Linked DNA regions of Mus musculus: region 2 is linked to region 1. A link is a contact called in public HiChIP or PLAC-seq data. All regions are on one chromosome and are shown on one strand. The core of a region is the stretch at or near the end of the contact, and the rest is flanking DNA. Distances in the headings are between cores, read along the strand shown.

What was found. HiChIP or PLAC-seq counts read pairs in DNA pulled down with a chosen protein or histone mark.
Region 2: a contact with region 1 is called in an H3K27ac HiChIP or PLAC-seq map of heart atrium, with 5 read pairs. The contact joins the enhancer-like site here to the promoter of Mecom in region 1. A contact is called at or near these places in 3 of 484 Hi-C or Micro-C datasets (embryonic fibroblasts, myocytes and nephron progenitors), 6 of 115 datasets of contacts at active chromatin or transcription factors (embryonic hindbrain, embryonic midbrain, embryonic stem cells and 2 more) and 2 of 9 other capture datasets (adipose tissue and pancreatic islet).

The regions. Positions count from the first base shown.
Region 1 is chr3:30,508,016-30,511,268 of GRCm38.p6, reverse strand. It overlaps Mecom (MDS1 and EVI1 complex locus), which reads left to right and starts at 1,510. Exons shown (of 16, transcript NM_001370769.2): 1 at 1,510-1,839. The coding sequence starts at 1,803.
Region 2 is chr3:30,390,609-30,394,062 of GRCm38.p6, reverse strand. All of the region lies in intron 1 of Mecom (MDS1 and EVI1 complex locus), which reads left to right. Among named protein-coding and RNA genes, the nearest start is that of Mecom, 120 kb to the left of the region's middle. Within about 2 kb of position 1,687, at least 7 of the 459 cell types and tissues checked have an H3K27ac peak or open chromatin away from gene starts, as enhancers often do. A contact at or near this core is called in heart atrium, where this site is marked.

The sequences.
Region 1 (3,253 bases), core at 261-2,760:
GAGGGGAGATGGAGATGGCAGGATTCCCTGGGATTCATGTGTGTGTGGGCTCCAGCATTTTCTCCTCTGGAAGCTGTTTTCACTCCGGTTCTCTGCCATTTCCTCCTTTACTTCCCCTGTCTCTCCCTCATATTTCAAGGTTACACATCTGTCTCCCTTGGGAGCTGTAGCTTGGTTCTCTAGGGACCTGTATCTTATGTCTGAATGCTCCTGGAATTACACAGCTCTGGGGAGGGAAAGGTGGTGGGTATTCTTAGATGAGGTAGGTCCTGTAAGCTTGGCCACCGAAGCCCCTGGGAATTGAACCTAGATATTCGCTCTCTCACAACCGCAGTCTGAGCTCAAACTAAATGAATACCAACAGGTGCAACTGAGTTCCCAACAACCCTGCTCGTCCTTGCTCTCTCAGAGGAGAGACCAGGACTTTCCTGCTTCTTCCGACTTGAGTTTTAGGATGGTAGCAGCACCGCACGGAAAAGATGGCAATTTTCTTTTATGGTGTCTGGCAGGATTTGCAGCAGATATTAATGGAGACATAAATAGCACGTGGAAGGTATTGAACACAACTGTTTAATGCAAGAAGGTTGTACTAAGAAAAATCCATACTGAGTTGGGAGTGATTCATACCTTGAACACACCTAACCCCTTGCGCCTTCATTTCTGCCTGCACACTTCATTAGTAAATTCTGTAATTAGGCACATTTCAACAATGTACGTTTTGTATTTTCTAGGTATGCGTATGGAATTTCCCCCCTTCCTCCTTCTGGTGACCCCAGAGGTTGTAGGTTTCAGTGAGTGAGTGGAAATGGCAGGCGGGCTGGGTAGCAGCAGGAGGCCGGAAGGTGCCGGCCGACCTTAGGCAAGGCAGGAGGTCTTGGATGTCAAATGTTCAGCCCGGCGGGACCTGGGCATCAAGGGCGATTGTTGCTACTTGATGGAAACAGACTACTGAAATGTTCCTAGGATGGCAGCTACCGTTGGTATTACAGCTAAAATCGAGAACCGGTTATTCATCCAAAGCGGAAGCCCCAGGAACTTCAGAAGGAGAGAGCGGCAGCAAGGGCAGAGCTCTGAAGTTCAAGATGCTTCTCGCCTTCTGATAACACGTTCACGGTCCAGTCCTCAGCCTAGTTCTTGTGTAGACGGAAAGATTTATCCTAAAGTTTTTTTTCCCTCCTCCGCTCGGTTCCCCTACAGACAATGTAATTTATGGTGGAGAAAACATTAATAATAATTATAATGCAGGCTTATTGACTCCCACACAGACATAGTCCTCTGCCCCACGAATCAATTCTCTGTCCAAGACTTTTCATTTCTTTTCTTTTTCTTTCTTTCTTTTTATTTTTTTTCCCGTTTGGGCGAAGTGTCTGCTCCCCTCCAGCTCCCCGCGCTCGCTCCCCGCCCCCTGCCGCCCTCCCCGTAGCTCCCTTTCTCCGCCTCCTCGGCGATTGCCATCTGACAAGATCTCCAAATCAAAGTGATAAATCGCTCCAAACTTTTTTTGGCGGCGCTGAGATGTTGGAGGGGCGTCTAACGCGCATGTGCGAAGGTGTCCAAACTGACAATGCTAGAGATAGCGAGTGTGGATTGAGAGAAAGAGAGAGAGGGAGGGAGAGAGAGTGAAAGACCGAGTGTGTGCGTGTGTGTGCGTGTGTGAGACAGAGGAGAGAGAGAGAGAGAGAGAGAGAGAGAGAGAGAGAGAGAGAGAGAGAAGGGAGGGGGAGAGAGAGAGCAAAAGAAGGAAAAGATCCAAGAAAAAAAAAACCTAACCACCCAGCAGCGGCTGCAGGACTGGGCACAGCATGAGATCCAAAGGCAGGGCAAGGAAACTGGCCACAAGTAGGTGCAATATCCCTTTTCTATTGGCTTCCCCCCCTTCTCTGCCATCTTGCGTATCTGTGTCTAGCGCACGGGGAGAGAGCGCGGGCTGCTTTGGCGCGGGGGGCCTGGGGTGGAAGGCAGGCACAGCGCAGCCGGCAGCCGGAGCAACCTGCCGATTCCTGCCTCCGCGCCCTGGCTCCTGCTCTGGGCGCAGTGGAAGCGCGGTAGCCCTGAGCCCCGCACCAGGACCAGCTGTGGCAACTCCGGGGTGGGGGTGGGGGCAGCAAAAAGCTGGGAGGGAGGGAGGAGGGCGCGCGCGAGTGAGCGCGAAGGGGTGGGGGGAGAGGAGAGTGTGTCCCCCTCCCCTCCCTTCCCCCCCCAGGCGGGGGAGAGTCGCCTCTGGCCAACCAGCTAGTTCCCGGAGCGGGAGGAGGGGGGAAGCGGGTGGGGGGGGGGCGGGCAGGGGAAGGGCGCCTTTCTGAAGCTCTGTTTGTTTCTGGGGTTTGGGACGGGTGGCGGGCTCCGAGGGAGCCGCGGTGGCTGTGGCCGCAGCCGGCCGCGATGGAGTTGGGAAAAGTTGCGAGGCGGCCGCTTGCAAGTTGCGCGGGCGATCGGCGCTGCGCCTAGCCGCGGCTGCGGTAGTGGGCGCTGTGCGCTCGGTCCTTGTACGCGGCGGCGTGTGCGACGCGGCGGGAGCCCTGGGGAAGGGGAGGCAGGGGGGCCGGGGGGGACACGGTCCTGGGGATGGGTGGGGGGAACCCCGGCAGCGCCGAGCTCTCGGCTCCGCAGAGTCACTCGGCAGGTGGGGAGAGCGGAGGCCGCGCCGGCGTTCTCAGGCCCGGGCGTGGAGGGCGCGCGGCCAGCCGAGAACGCTGCTCCGTAAGGCCAGGAGGGCGCGCTCCGACCCGAGAAGCCCGGGCTGGCAGGGCGCCGAGTGACCCCCAGGGGGCGGGCTGCCGGAACTCGGGGCCACCAAGGGGGAGCAGCTCAGCCTGCCGTTCTCTTTCTGGGTGCAGCCGGGGTCCCGGGTCACTCGTCCTCCCCGGCGCCCTCTGTCTGCCCGGAGCGGAGCAGCCTCGGTCACGCGGGACTAGGGTAGTGGGGTTTGGGGCTATGGGGGACTAGACTACCATCCCCCACGCTTTCAGGGAAGGCTTGGGTGACACTCCAGGACAGGGTAGGGTGGGAAGGGTTGCTTAGCAGGGACTAGTAGGAGTCTGAGGTGGGTTTGTTCAAATGCTTCTGCCCAGCGTTGAAGGGGGCCCAACGAGCAGCCTGCCGCCTTCTTACTCCCTCGGACATCAGAGCTGCTTCGGGAAAGGACCGGCCAGGCCGCCCATGCCTCTCACACTTGGACTTGAGGAATCTCGAACTCTCTTAATTGTTTTGTTTCGGACCAGAGAGACTAAAGATAGGATGTGGATAGTATGTT
Region 2 (3,454 bases), core at 438-2,937, 120 kb after region 1:
TCTTGGGCACTGCCTTGCATGTGTGTACACATATGTGTTCATGCGTATGTCTCTCTCTCTCTCTCTCTCTATGTGTGTTTGTGTGTGTGTGCGTGTACCACAGGTCAATGTTGGGTTTCTTCTTTATTGCTCTCTACCTTGCCAGTTGGCCAGCAAGCCCCTTGGATCCTCCTGCTCTGTGGTCCCAATGCTGGGATTGTAGGCACATGTAGAAAGAATGAAGAGTTCCTTGTTAATGGATGAATGTAAGATGCAATCACATTGAGTGCAAGACTTGTTTAAGAAGATCGTGTCTCTGTGTTAAGCTAGACGCAAACACTGTACCATAGTTGAATGTTGCTTTAATTTTCATATTTGCCTGGAATTACTTTAAAATTCAGTTGTCATATATAGTTATATATTTTATATATAATTAGAATATTCCTACAACAAACAGTAAACATTGGCTTGCATTATTTACAAGTAAACCAGGCAAAGCACAGCTTGATGATTCATTCAGTGGCTGAGGCCAAGAATTGAAACTTTTAGTTTGATTGTAAGATTGTAAGAATTGAGCTTTTAATTAGATTGCTTGCTCCTTTCTATCCTTATTTGATTTCCTTGCCACATGCCAATTTTAGAATTATTTCATCAGTAGTTGCTTTCTCTCTGTTTTAATTTTCATGTGTACATGCACATGAGTTTGCACGTGTGTGTGTGTGTGTGTGTGTGTGTGTGTGAGAGAGAGAGAGAGAGAGAGAGAGAGAGAGAGAGAGAGAGAGAGAGAGAATGAGAATGGAGAACAGAGGTTGATGTCAGGGTCTTCCTACTTGATTACTGAGACAAGGTTTCTTTCTGTTTGAGCCTAGCACTCTCTGGTATGTCCATTCAGCTTGTCTTGGGATCTCCTGTCTTTGCTGCTCAGGTACTGGGATTGTAGGCTTCCTGTCCCATTTTACGTGGGTTCTAGAAATATGAGCTTTAGTTCTCAAATTGTGCAGCAAGTAGTGCATCCACTGAACTATTTCCTCTGCCCAAGTTGTTTTCTGGCCTTGAGCCATGGTGGAGAATGACCCCAATTTTAAATAACCCATGAAATCCTAGAAAACAGAACCATCCATATGGGGAACTTCACAGATTCACATTATCCCAGACGCTAAGCTGCTTCCATTGTTAGTAGACTGTGATGGTTTGTACATGGTATGTTTGCTTTGGAGTTGCTTCAATTTTCCAAGGACACAGTGGGTTTGTAAAAACAGATTATTAGTGATAACCCGGGACCACTTCTGTCTGAAGTATTGGGTGGATGTGGCAGTTGGGATGCATATTTCCCCCCTGTGAGGGTCGCCTGTTCCTAAGGCATGACAGTCTAGGGATTGAGTCCCCTCAAAGATCAGCCTCTCGGTTGTTTGAATATTGTATAGCATTGTTGTCTTGATGCATCTTCATACTTCACACCCAAGATCTTGACTTCTAGGGGGGAAAAACGGAAAGAAAAGGAAAGGAACCCCAGGGGCTAATCATAACAATTAGCTAATGTGTCAACAATTAGCGCTTTCCATCAACCTGCTCTGAAAGCAGTCTCTTCTTATCCTCACACAGACAGGAATGCAGTGATGTAGTTAAGAAAAGCAGGGGAGCTGGCTCCCTGAGCCCACACTGTAGCCAACTCAATCCCTAGGGCATTGTTTACAGTGATTATTCTGCCATTATGATGTTATTGCATAGGCGGAGGGGGCAGTCCTATGCTTAAAATAAATCCAGTCCCCCCCAGTCCCCACCCTGTCGACAAAAGGCAAAACAAAGCAGTCAAAGGAAAAAAAAAATCCCTGTTTGGCTGCTTTTGGAAAAGTAGAAGAAAAACTACTGTGAAAGGTCAGCCAGTTACAGGACTTGAGTGCTTAACTGGTAAATATTTTAAAAAAGAGTGTATTTAATATTTTACCGTTTGGAAAACTTTCAATGGGTTTTGGGTCCAGCATAACTCAATCACGTTAGGATTTCAGAGGTCTCTTGTGGGGATTTCTTTACAATGGATACATTATATTTGGTGACCATCTATACCACTTCTTGGTCGAAATATGTTTTAACATCTTTTATATAATCCTTCTAGTAAAACAAGAACTTTTATACATACCTTTCATAAGAACCCCACAGTACTTTAAAGAGGCCCATATATCTATGTAAATACCACGGGCTTGTCTTAAAAACAGCCTTAGAACAACTTGCAAATCCCTGGTAGCAGCTCAGAATCCTAAGGGTAGGAGTATTTTTTTCATTAAAACTGGAATTGCTCTTCAGTCAGCTCTGTGAGCCCTTGCAGGCTGCTGTCAGAACACAGAGGGTGGAAGCTAACCCCACAGACACATGCCGGCCCAGCTAAGTGGTCTACCTGTGACCAAGGCCACTGATGGCTTCTGACAGCTGGGGATGCTGTCGTTGAACAGGGAGGATGAAGGAGACACTGGGTTGTCCTGCGACACTGACGCTTGGCAGGCTGGATGGGGTCTTATTCCCATGTTATTGGTGATGGAGGAACACATGTGAGCCACGGGCAGCTGGGAGACAGAGGGAGACACTGAGCTTCTGCAAGCAGGTGCTTGGGGATCAATTTCAGGAGGGCTTCCCAGAGGACCTGGAGAGCTGGTAGTGGGTCTCCAGCTGGAGAAAGGTTACAGCAATGGTTGTTTTTCTCTGGCACTTTAGGAAGCTGGGTGCTGTCAAGATGTCAGACATATGTGCGAGACAAGATCCAAAGCAGATCTGTTTTATTTATTTAATTCCTCCCCCCTCTAATCTACACATAATAGTTCTCAACTAACATTCTCTGAGTTGAGTTTCAGAGCTTATCTCTTCTAAGAGTGCTGGTCCCTAGGCTGGCTGTAACAGTATCCCCAGTGAATGTGTTTGAAATGCAGATGTTTAGTTCCTCCACAGGCCAGCCAGCATTAAACAAAAGCCCTGGTTTACTTTAATGCCCAGTGCAGTTTTCAGACTGTCCCTTTAACAGGTCATAGAAACTCTTTAAATTTATTTTCCAGTTCATAGGATTGGTCACATTTGACTGAGGATGTTCTCGGGGTAGGTAGTGTCATGATCTTGAAGAACTTGCTGTGTAGTGATGGAGACAGGAATAAGAGTTAGCACCATTGAGAGAACAGCTGTGTTCATAGACTCTTGACTATGGAGAAGAGAGAGTGTACTACAAATGCCTGCTGAGCTCCCAGAGGCATTGTGAAGATTGAATTTTAAAGTTAGGTCTTTGTAGAGGATTGGATGGGAAGTGGAGAGGAGAATCCATCCTGGGTAGCAAACAGACCTCATCTGAGGCAAGTTTGAAGGCAGCCTTGGAACTCTCCTTTGCTGCTAAGGTTCCCTGTTACTTCTTGATTACTCACTTGGTGAGAACCGCATATTTGCATATTCGTGACTGTTTATTTGACAGAGAAAGCAAGAAGCTAGTTGTGCAGGGCTT